Regions from separate parts of the Urocitellus parryii genome. Here region 2 is linked to region 1. The links are chromatin contacts, called in public Hi-C maps. All regions are on one chromosome and are shown on one strand. Each heading gives the region's core, a stretch centred on a gene start, on an enhancer-like site or on the middle of the called end of the contact. The rest is flanking DNA. Distances are from core to core; before and after follow the strand shown.

The links. A called contact is a pair of places that touch in the nucleus more often than the background predicts.
Region 2: a Hi-C map of muscle shows a contact between it and region 1, with 2.6 times the contacts expected there. The contact joins the promoter of Pabpc1 here to the promoter of Znf706 in region 1. A contact is called at or near these places in 2 of 2 Hi-C or Micro-C datasets (liver and muscle).

Annotation. Positions count from the first base shown.
Region 1 is chr7:35,563,094-35,568,346 of mUroPar1.hap1, forward strand. Znf706 (zinc finger protein 706) reads left to right here and starts at 3,331. Exons shown (of 4, transcript XM_077800865.1): 1 at 3,331-3,438.
Region 2 is chr7:35,948,166-35,954,180 of mUroPar1.hap1, forward strand. It overlaps Pabpc1 (poly(A) binding protein cytoplasmic 1), which reads left to right and starts at 1,419. Exons shown (of 15, transcript XM_026383066.2): 1 at 1,419-2,111; 2 at 4,825-5,018; 3 at 5,217-5,332. The coding sequence starts at 1,919.

The DNA.
Region 1 (5,253 bases), core at 2,081-4,580:
CAGTGTTGTGAAATTTCATTTTATGTGCCTTGGTGTGGGTTTTCCCCATCCATTGTGCCAGCACTTGTTGTAAAGATTTTGGTCATGCAGATTTATTACTATATTTTCCTCTAAGGATTTTTAGTTTTAGGTCTTTGACCCATTTTGAGCTTTTTTTTTTTTTTTAACATGACATACAGTTGGGATCCGACTTCATTTTTTTTTTTTTTAACATGTGGATATACAGTTGTCCCAGCACCATTTACTGAAAATATTATTCCTTACCCTTATTGAAATTTTTGATGCTTATATACAAAACCAGCTGTCTAGATGTGAAGATTTGTAGATTCTCAATTCTATTCCACTAATGTATATGTCTATTCTTATGCCAACACCCACAGTCTTAATTACTTACTGTAGTTTTGTAGTAGTTTTGAAATTTGAAAGTGTCTTTCAACGTTGTTCTTCATTTCAAGACTATTTTTGGCTATTCTGAGTTCCTTGAATTTCCATATGAATTTTAGAATAGGTTTGTTGATTTGTATAAAGATGCCATCTGGAATTCTGATGGGATTTCACAAAATCTATAGGTAAATTTGGGGATTGTTTTCATCTTTATAATAGTAAGTCTTCTGGTCCTTTGAAGTTAGGATGTCTTTTCATTTACATAAGTCTTCTTTAATATTTTCCAGGAATGTTGTTTAGTGTTCAGAATAAAAATTTTGCACCTCTCTGGTAAAGCCATATCTAATTATTTTATTCTTATGGATGCTATTCCAATAAATCACATCAGTTTTTAAACCTACGTTGACTTCTCTGAAACCTACAGTGTTTTAGTATTATAGTTTAGTTTTTTTAATTTTAATGGACATACATGTGACTTACAATCAGCATCTTCTTAGATTCAATACAATGTGGTATTAGATGTGAAATGTCTATAAAACATCAAAGTGGAGATGAGCACTAGGCACTTGGATATATCAATAGGGAACCCAGAAGAACTACAGGCAGAAATGTTGGGAGTCATCTTAAGTTTGGTATTTAAAGCCACAACAATTAAGATTCTTTGAGGGAAAAGAGCACAGAGAAGACAAGAGGACCCAGCCCCACGGTTGCAGCCCAAGAAATTTATCTCAGCAAACAGAAGCTTAGTAGAAGAGAAGTAACTAACAAAGGAAATGTTTTTGAGCTTATTGTACTTATTGACAGAAGGCTCTATAGGGACAGGACCTTGTCCCTTTTGCTCTCTAATAAACCCTCAAGTTGAATAGCTCACTACATTTAGATATTAACCTACATGCCAAAGATAAATTAGAAAAAGTCATTCAGAATATGTTTACTTGGAAAATGATATATTGATTCCTCACCAGCTCTTTTACCTCAGAAAATTCTACATGAATACAAATAAATAAAGCAATCTTTCAGGTCTTTAGAGAAGCATTTTAATCTGATTTTGATTATGGACAGAAACTAAGCAAGTGCTTATTGCTCAATAACTTAGAGTAATTATATAAAGGCAGAAGAGAAAAACCAGTTAGAAGTACTGTGGCACTCACAATTAAAACCAGAAACGTGTACAAAAATCTCCTAAGGCATTCATATTCCATTTGCTATCACATTTCTATAACATAAGCAGGACAACATAAGCAGGAAGGACATCAACTTGTAGTAATGCTAATTCATCTGCCTTTCATTTACCATTCATCACTTCACAGATGTCAAATCTTACCCATTTCTATCCATCATATAAAGTACCATATCCTCTAGGCAGTGGTTCTCAACCAGGGGAAATTCTAACCCTAGAGAACATTTGAAAACATCTAAAGACATATTTTTAGTCACAACTGAAGATGGGATGATACCAGCATCCAGTGGGTAGAAAGTAGGGATGTTGCTAAACATGCAACCATACCCAGAACAGACTCCCAAAACAAAGCATCATCCAACCCAAGTATCTGAAACCCCACCTATAGGGGTAAGTTTTAATGTATATTTACATGTACATGAACTTTCTGGAGGCAAAGTCTATAACTTGTACTAAGTTCTCAAAGGAGATATAACTTAAACACTAACTTTTCTGACTACTTCATCTTGGCCATGGTTTAAAAAAAATGACATATTAATCCCACTTTAAAACAGGAGTCATCTAATTAACAGAATTGTCCCTTTTGCTCTCTAATAAACCCTCAAGTTGAATAGTTCACTACATTTAGATATTAACCTACATGCCAGAGATAAATTAGAAATTAAGGCATATATGCCAGCCAGATTTCACTGTCCCTTTCCACTGTCCACTGTTATTCATGATTTCCTATCTCTAGGTCCTCCAAGTAACCCATCCCTCAATTAGTAGGATCAAAACAAAGATTGAGATTATGGTGACTAATGACTAAGCTATAGCTTCATGATATGACATAATCCATTCAATTAAAATCCATTTATTCAATGCCTACATGTTTAACCACACTGCTAGTCACTGGGCATATGGTGATGAAAATGGATTTACAACTTAGAAACAGAAAGATATTAACAAAACTAAAACGAATAATTTACAGCCAATAACGGGAGAGTGTGAAAAGTGAGGGAGAGAGGCTGAAAGGATGAGCAGAGAGGACTGCACATTCAAGATCACTGCATACCTTATTTCATTCAGTATTTTATCCACTTAAAATTCAATAGGCAACTAATTCCTTCCTGGCTAGTTTAAACAAGTCTGTGGCATCTATATCCCATTCCAGGTAATTTATAATATATTGTTATTCAACTAACATTTCCTAATCACTGACATATTTGGGAGACTCAAGACTAGGGACCAAGTGAGAACATCAAAAGCAAAAGCTTCCTTTGGGGGGAGGCTTATTAATGAATCTAATTAGAAACCAAAATGGTAAAGGGTTAAGACTAACGCAACATTTCAAAAATGCCATTTCTGATCATCAGCAGATGTAAATAATTACAATTGCTACCAATAAGATATTCGAAATGTACTGTCATTGCTTGTAAATCAGGGCGGGGGCGGGTGAACTTTCCTCTCTACTCTCCCCCCACTCCAAATTAGCTACTCAGTAAATTTTAGGAATCAGTCTAAATCGGCCAAGGAGGCCTGGCTAGCAATTTTTAACGCGGCAGTCAGTCTTAAATCTCGAACTCACTAAAAGCCCCAGGTTGGTAAAAATACTGGGGGTTTCCATGGGAATGAGGTAAAAGGCGACTGTGAGAGAACAAAGGCGGCGCGTACCCGTAAAAGGCCGTCCGGCCCCGGCCTTACGAAAGACGGGGGCCGCGGGTGGAGGGTGTCCGGGTGGGTGCCCTATGCGGCGCGGCCCCGGCGCTCTTCTGCGGGGCCCGCCCCGGGCAGGCACCTCAACTGGTGCACGGAAGGGTGCAACCGAGTCGGGCACGCCAGACGGGAAGGCGCGTGAGAAGGGACGCGGGGGCCGAGGCCGGGCTGCTGGCCGAGTGAGTGAGCGGGTGGGAGACTTGCGAAACACGCCGCGGCCCCGTCCCAGGACAGGACCCAAATCACGTGGCTGCCAGGGCCAGGAGTAGAAGCCGCCCAGAAAGAGCACGCGGGAAGAGAGGAGCGCCTAGGGACAGCAGGCGACATCCCCTGCAGTTAGCTTCCGCGAGGCCCCGCCCCTCGCGCTTATGTAATAGGGGCGCGCTGCCATTGGCCCTCGCGACCGGAAGGGTGCAGGCGTGCGAGAGGGGTGGAGCGGGAGGCCGCCGCAGGAAGGCGAGGGGGCGGGGCCGCGAGGCGCTGGCGGCGCTGGGGTGACTGGGAGCGCGGCGCGGCGTGCGCGGGCACGAGGCCGAGTGGCCTGCCTAAGGCTCAGGCGGCTTCGGGCGCGCGCGGCGGCGGGTGTGCGAGGCGCGGGCTGTTGTGTTCCCGGCTCTCCTCTTTCCCCTCTTTGGCGGGTGGAGGAGGCCGAAGCGGTGCTGGGCGCGCTCCCCCTTCCTTCCCTCCGCGACTTTCCCTGGCCCTCTCGCGCTGCGCGGTCTCTCCGACGCAAGACTGTCCCGGCCCGGGTGAGCGGCGGCAGGGGCGGCGCTGACGCCGCAGGACGCCCGGGAATCAGGGTGGGGGAAGCCGGCGAGGGGCGGCTGGGACCGTGGGTCGCGGGGGCACCGGCCTCCCGGGAGGCGGCGGGGCCCGTCCCGGCGCGGGCCCCGGAAAGGAGGGGAAGCTCGGGTGCCTGCCAGGCCCTGCAGGTGGCCGGGTCGCAGGCCGGCCGCGGGAGCAGCGGTAACTTTACCCGCTGGCGACAGCAGCTGGTCGGTATCTCGAGGCCGGGCTCTCGGCGACCCTAGGGGCCGGGTTTCGTACAACCAAGGCCTCCAGCTGACAAATCTCGGGCCAGGGTCCTTGAGGACTGGCGGGTAGGTGAGGGTTATGTGGTCTTTGGTGGCTGGAAGGAGGAGGGGGCTCACTGAGGCGGGAGAAGACCTGTGAAAGGTGCTGCAGGCTGCAGCTGGGTTGTTGGAGTGTTGAGTGAAGGCGCCCTTACTCTGGTGATTTCTCCCGCCCTTCTCCCCAGATGGATGTAGTTTAAAAAGCTAGGGTCAGGATGTTGAGCACTACTGCCTGGGCCTCTTCCTTTCAGATGGTTACGGATAATCAGCCTACTTCCTGAATCCAAAATCTTTTTCATAGTTCTTGGTTTGCTTTTAAAAGGATCTTTGGAACAGGGCTTACTTGTTGCCTCCTGCGAAAGCTCCTCATTTTGAAAGAACTCGTCCGTTCTACACTTCCCTTTTTGCAGTCCCCTCGGAAAAGCACACTAAATAAGAGTTACATTAAAAACCAGCTTTTAGGTTATTTGTAAACGATTTCTTGCCCTTCCATTTGTCTTATTTAATCAGGGAGAAGTTATGCATAGATTTTGCAGAAAATTCGATTGGTTTGAGAACAAATCTTAAGTTGAGCTTTCCAAAAGCAGGTGGTTTGTTCGTTTGCATTTTGGCTTTCAGAAAGGAAATCAATGCAGTGTGCTGTCAGAAGTTAGGGGCCTACCCCATGCTGTTAGCCTGTTTGATAAAATTTCTTTTGCCTAGTTTTCTGTCTCAAAAATAAGAACAAACGACAACTACCTTTTTTGTTAAAGTTCTTATGACTTTTTGTTACTGTTGCTAGGTGGCAATGAAAAATGGGTTAATCTGTCATATAATGTTTTATTTTGTTCATCTTATGATATTGTACAGATCACTGCATGAACATGTCATCAAAATAGTTAATAGCTTCTAGATAGCAAGGAAACTTATGGAATTAGTGGT
Region 2 (6,015 bases), core at 169-2,668, 380 kb after region 1:
TCGAATTAAAGAATAAATTGAGCAATCATTTAACTTGAGACAGTTCTCCTAACAGTAAAATAAATTTATTACTACTTATTCCACCTCCCACACAAGATTGCTGTCAAGTGATTGGATGTTTATGCAAGGGCTTTAAAAACTGTAAAAGCACATTACTATTTTAAAGTGGAATTTATGTGTTGACTTAATGTAATTCCTAAAGCTAGCACTATTATGACTGTCAATTAATTATATTTAGCATTTCTATTAAAGCCTATAACTAATGTACAAAATTGTTTTAAACATGTATTATAATTGTAGTAGTTTGGATTATTCCTAATTATGTCTGGTTGCAGGACTTTGGTGCCTATACAAGTGATTGTGAGAAACTCATAATTTTAAGGAAAAACAGACTTCTCGATTCCTATTTTCCACTACACAGAAATGTCTGGCAAAATCAGCACGACTCAATGATTTCAACAGAGCACCTTAAAGTATTAAGCGACCAAAGTCTCCCAACGCAATTTTCCCAAATTAAAACCACTCTGATGAACAAACAGCATCCAGTGGGCAGTCGGAGAACTGGGGTCCGAGACCAGAGGACAAGAAAGACGAGGAACCCCCTCCCCCTCCTCTAGGGCGTGCCGCAGGGCGACGACAAGGATCCAGCGCCCCGGACGGTTGGGGTCCCCGAGCCGGCGGCCCGCACCCGTGGCCAGTTGGGGTCAGCGAGCGTCGCGGCCGTTGGGAACTCCAGCTCCCAGCAGGCATCGCTTCTGCTGCCGACGCGCGCGGCGGCGCTGCCCGCTGGGACTCGTAGTGCGGTCCGGGTAGGAGAAAGGGACAGCCACCCCGGCTCCCTCCACGCACGTTTCGGAAACTGGGCCTGCAGGGGATCACACCGGCCCACTGGTGCCCAGCCTCCCTCGGGATCCGAGCGAGTGGAGCCGGGTGGCAGCGGCGGGAAGAAGGCCCTGTCGACCGCGCACGTGGGGGGAGGTTGGCGCTGAGGAACCCGGAAGCCCCGCGCACCGCCCACCGCCGCGGTGACGGGTTAACGCTCCTCCCGGTGGAGGTGGGGGCGGGGTGTGCGCGAAGAGGGGCCGTCCCAGCGACTCCTCCGAGGACCGCCCGCGAGCGGCCCTCCCCTCCCCCACGGCCCTACGCAGCGTGGCCCCGCCCCCGGACGCGGCGCGTGCGCAGAAACCCCGCCCCTCCGCCCTAGCCCCACCCCCACACCCGCAGCAGCCGCCGCCGCCACCTCTCCCTTCCTCTCTGCTTTTTCCTCCTCCTGTTTTCTCTTCCCTCCGCCCCCTCGCCTCCTTTTCTCCTCCTCCTCCGGCGCCGACGCTCGCGTAGGGCCCTGGCGTCAGACGCGCGGGGGCGGGGCGAGTGCGGCGGGGGGTATAAGTAGAGGGTGCAGGAGGCGGTGCTTCCCCTTCTCCCCGGCGGTTAGTGCTGAGAGTGCGGAGTGTGTGCTCCGGGCTCGGAACACACATTTATTATTAAAAAATCCAAAAAAAATCTAAAAAAATCTTTTAAAAAACCCAAAAAAAATTTACAAAAAATCCGCGTCTCCCCCGCCGGAGACTTTTATTTTTTTTCTTCCTCTTTTATAAAATAACCCGGTGAAGCAGCCGAGACCGACCCGCCCGCCCGCGGCCCCGCAGCAGCTCCAAGAAGGAACCAAGAGACCGAGGCCTTCCCGCCGCCCGGACCCGACACCGCCAGCCTCGCTCCCAGCCCGCAGCCCTCCGCCCGCGGCAGCTGATCGACCCCGTTCTGCGGCCGTTGAGTAGTTTTCGATTCCGGTTGATTTTTGTCCCTCTGCGCTTGCCCCCGCTCCCCTCCCCCCGGCTCCGGCCCCCGGCCCCAGCACTCGCTCTCCTCCTCTCACGGAAAGGTCGCGGCCTGTGGCCCTGCGGGCAGCCGTGCCGAGATGAACCCCAGCGCCCCCAGCTACCCCATGGCCTCGCTCTACGTGGGGGACCTACACCCCGACGTGACCGAGGCGATGCTCTACGAGAAGTTCAGCCCGGCCGGGCCCATCCTCTCCATCCGGGTCTGCAGGGACATGATCACCCGCCGCTCCTTGGGCTACGCGTATGTGAACTTCCAGCAGCCGGCGGACGGTGAGAGCGAGGCCCGGAGGGCGGCGGGCGGGCGGCCATGAGGCTCGGAAGGAGGCGGGTGGCTAGGCCGGCGGGCTCGGGGAGGGGAGCAGGAAGGCATGTCAGTCCCCGAGGACCGGAGGGGAGACGCTCGGGCGCGGGCACCCCTGACTGTGTCTCCCGGAGCCACGTTACTCTGCCCGGGGGCAGCCGGCAGCCGCACGCCCCTTGCATGCCCGGCCACTTCCTCCTTTGCGACCATTTTCTCGTCTTCAGCCGCTCTCAAACTTTAGGGTGATGACGCGCCAGGGGGGTGGGAGAAATACGCTTCTTCTACTGCGCTCCCGCCAGTAACCGCGGGATTCTGGGGTGCGGGTCGCTGAGCACCTTTCTGAGGGAGTAGGTGTAGGCGCTGACACCACCCAGGGCTCTGGCCGGCGCCCGGGTCTCTGAAGGAAGTGCAATTCAGTGCTCGAAAAATACCACGTGTTGAACCCTGTAACCTCACAGGCCCAAGGCCTGTTCTGCTACTGGTCCAATAGCTAGGGTTGGCAGGGGACGACCACAAGGCCTTAGAATAAAGTTAATAAGGTAATGTGTGGTGGTGGTCCTCAGGTTTGTGGTTTTTTGTTTTTTTTTTTTAAAGGATTTAGTGATTGATGAAACGCAAATGACCAGTGGGACATGAATTTGGGGTTTTCCCCTAGACAAGCATTTTTCTTGCACTAAATGTAGGGTGATGGGAGGAGGGGATATGGAAGAAAATCTTTTAAATGACAGTTTCCCAGACAATTTAGGTCAGTTTTATCAAATTGGTCCTTAGTTTATAGTACTGGTAATGTGTTCTGTGCATATATGTACGTGATTTTTTTTTCTTTTTCCTGAAATAGCTCCTGTGGTTTTAAGGAGTTTTTCTTTAGATATATTAGCTAGTTTTGGCTGTAAATGGCACTCATTAGTGTAATATGGGGGACTGACCATTAACTCAAATAGTTCAAGTTTCTTTTTATTTTTAAAATGATCCAGAGTGTCGTGAATCTTGAAATGATTGGATACAGAATAGATGGAAATAGTTTTGTATTTTTATTTTAAAGTTAAAAAGAGTTAACAAATTTTGATAAAGGTAGGGTCTGACCAAGAGTTTTATATCTGACCCAATTATGCCCCCTCCATATTTATTTTCATTTATAGAAATAAACTTAAGTTCAATTAGTTAATGAGTTTTTCAATAGACAGCGTTTATACTGAGATTTTGGGTAAGGCGGAATATTGAGTGACAAGGAACCAGAAGTTGTTGTAGAACTGCACTGCAGTTTTCCTGCCCTTTTGCTCTGCAGACAGTCACTTCAAGTATCACTTCATAACAGTTCTGAAGTCTGAGTAGTATATATCACTGGATATAAGATTAGGGAAGATACCTTTTGCAGCAAGTAATCACAACATAAAAACTTGGTAAAAAATAAATAGATGAATTCTAGAAACATGGTAACTTGAAAGTTTTTTTTTTTTTTAAGTGTCACACTTTTAAATCCCAAAAATCTATTTTTTTTATTTCTTGGGATTTGTATAGGTACAATTTATCATCTTTCCAAGTAGTTTTTCTATTTCCTTTAAAAAAAAGAAATATTGCTGCACTGATGGAATAGCCTCAGAAAGTGACCAGTATTCCATTTAACAGGAAGAGGTGACTCATTCAAAAGACTCTCAAGCACAGTCAGCTAAAAAAAAAAAAAAACTGGGGGAGCTGAGTAGGTGTGGTCAATTGATAATGAGCTGACAGCTGATTATCAGGATATTCTAGAAGCTGGAACTTTTATTTATAGAAAGTTGCTGGAAATTTTGTCCCATCAATAACTTTACGTTAACGTTAGCATGGAATTTGTCAAGTTGTTTCAATGCTTCAAATGGACTATTTTTATAGAGATTAGTCTTTTTACCTAAGTTATGTTTTTCTATTTAGTTTTTAGTGTTTCTTTAATGGGTAGAAGTGCACATACAAGCTTTCACAGATTCCAAAATTAATTGTAGGATAGATTTTCAAATTTTCTAGCACTATACAGAAAAACTTGAGTAAATTGTCACTTGTTAAATAAACCAGAGGCTAAGATAAAGTTAATTTTGTGTGTCAAGAAAGTGTTAAAAGTGAGTTGTATCTATTGTAGATCAAGATATTCAAAAATTATGAGATTATTATGCAATCAGTATGTCCAAAAATTAGACATTATTCAGATCTTGCTGTAGCTTTACATTTCTTTCCATGGTAAATAGGTAGTTATGAAAATCCAAATTCGGGAACTAATTTTTGTTTTTTGAGTGAACTGTTGGCAGTGATGAGCAATGGAATGACCAGTTTTGACAAATAGGAAGAAGTGATTACGTCCAGAAACTGTTTTCAGCCTATTGATAATGTACAATTGCCTAGTCTTTTGTGTTGCTTTTAACAGATTGTATGAGAAGGAATCTCTGTTTTATGATGCCTAGGAACAAAAAGGTGCTTTTAAACTTAATGGCATTTGAGGGAAGATTGTTTCACAAATACATTATCAATATGCCATTCTTTCATATGTGAAGTCTGAGGCTTCTGATTATTTTTCTTTTTGCATTATACAATGTATAGCTAGACTAGGGTATAGTACTTGAAAAGTCCAACCATCTTGAAGTTTTTACAGTAATAAAAACTTACAAGGCCAAAGTTTTTACAGTAATATTCACTCAGAAATTTTTTTTCTTACAGCGGAGCGTGCTTTGGACACCATGAATTTTGATGTTATAAAGGGCAAGCCAGTACGCATCATGTGGTCTCAGCGCGATCCATCGCTTCGCAAAAGTGGAGTAGGCAACATATTCATTAAAAATTTGGACAAATCCATTGATAATAAAGCACTGTATGATACATTTTCTGCTTTTGGTAACATCCTTTCATGTAAGGTAAGCAAAAATGTGACAGGTAAACATTCACAGTGTTTAGCTACCTTAGTTTAGTCCTTAAAATAGCAACTGTGCTGTTAATGGCTGTCTTTATTTTCAAAATATCTGGGGTTAGTCACTAACAAATTATCTCTGCACACTGGAAAAATGTTAAATCAATAGCAAATAATGAGAAGTGGCTATGCATTTTTTCCCTAGGTGGTTTGTGATGAAAATGGTTCCAAGGGCTATGGATTTGTACATTTTGAGACACAGGAAGCAGCCGAAAGAGCTATTGAAAAAATGAATGGAATGCTTCTAAATGATCGCAAAGTGTAAGTATAGAGATTTAGTTTGTATTTTCAATATGCTTTTAATGGTTCCAGGCCCATTTTAAAAGTTAGCATGTTTGTGCTCTTAATAAAGAAATGGTAGAAATTAATAAACCATATTTGATAGGTTTTATAATTGTATTTTCTCCACATTCAGTGTAACATACAAATAATGGTGGGTTTAATGTAATTGGTCAACCTTTAAACCAAAAAGAAATAGAAGATAAATGGGGATATAAAGCTTTTCCAAAATAAATGTATTTTTGAAAAATTCAAAATCCAGGCAAACTTTCCTCTGATACTAATTAAATTAGTCCGTTTTATATTTGAGGAAACCGTGGCTAAAATAATTTAATTTTACACAATGTTATTGACAGATGGGCTGACCTATACACTGAGTAGTCTGCACTCAGCCCATTCTGTATGACCATATTGCTGGGACTGCCACTATTTATGATCAAATTATAAATGAAGCAGAGTTAAGTCTGATTTGTGATTAATCTTTCTTGAAATATTGATTAAAGGTTGCAAACTGTAATGGCACTGATTAAAACTACAAGGCTATTTATTTTAAATGCCAGTTACTTCTTTTAATCATCTGGGCAAATGAGAGATATTCAGCATCATTTGTATAGGTTGAGCATCCCTGACTCAAAAATCTCTGAAATCTGAAACACTCTCCACCA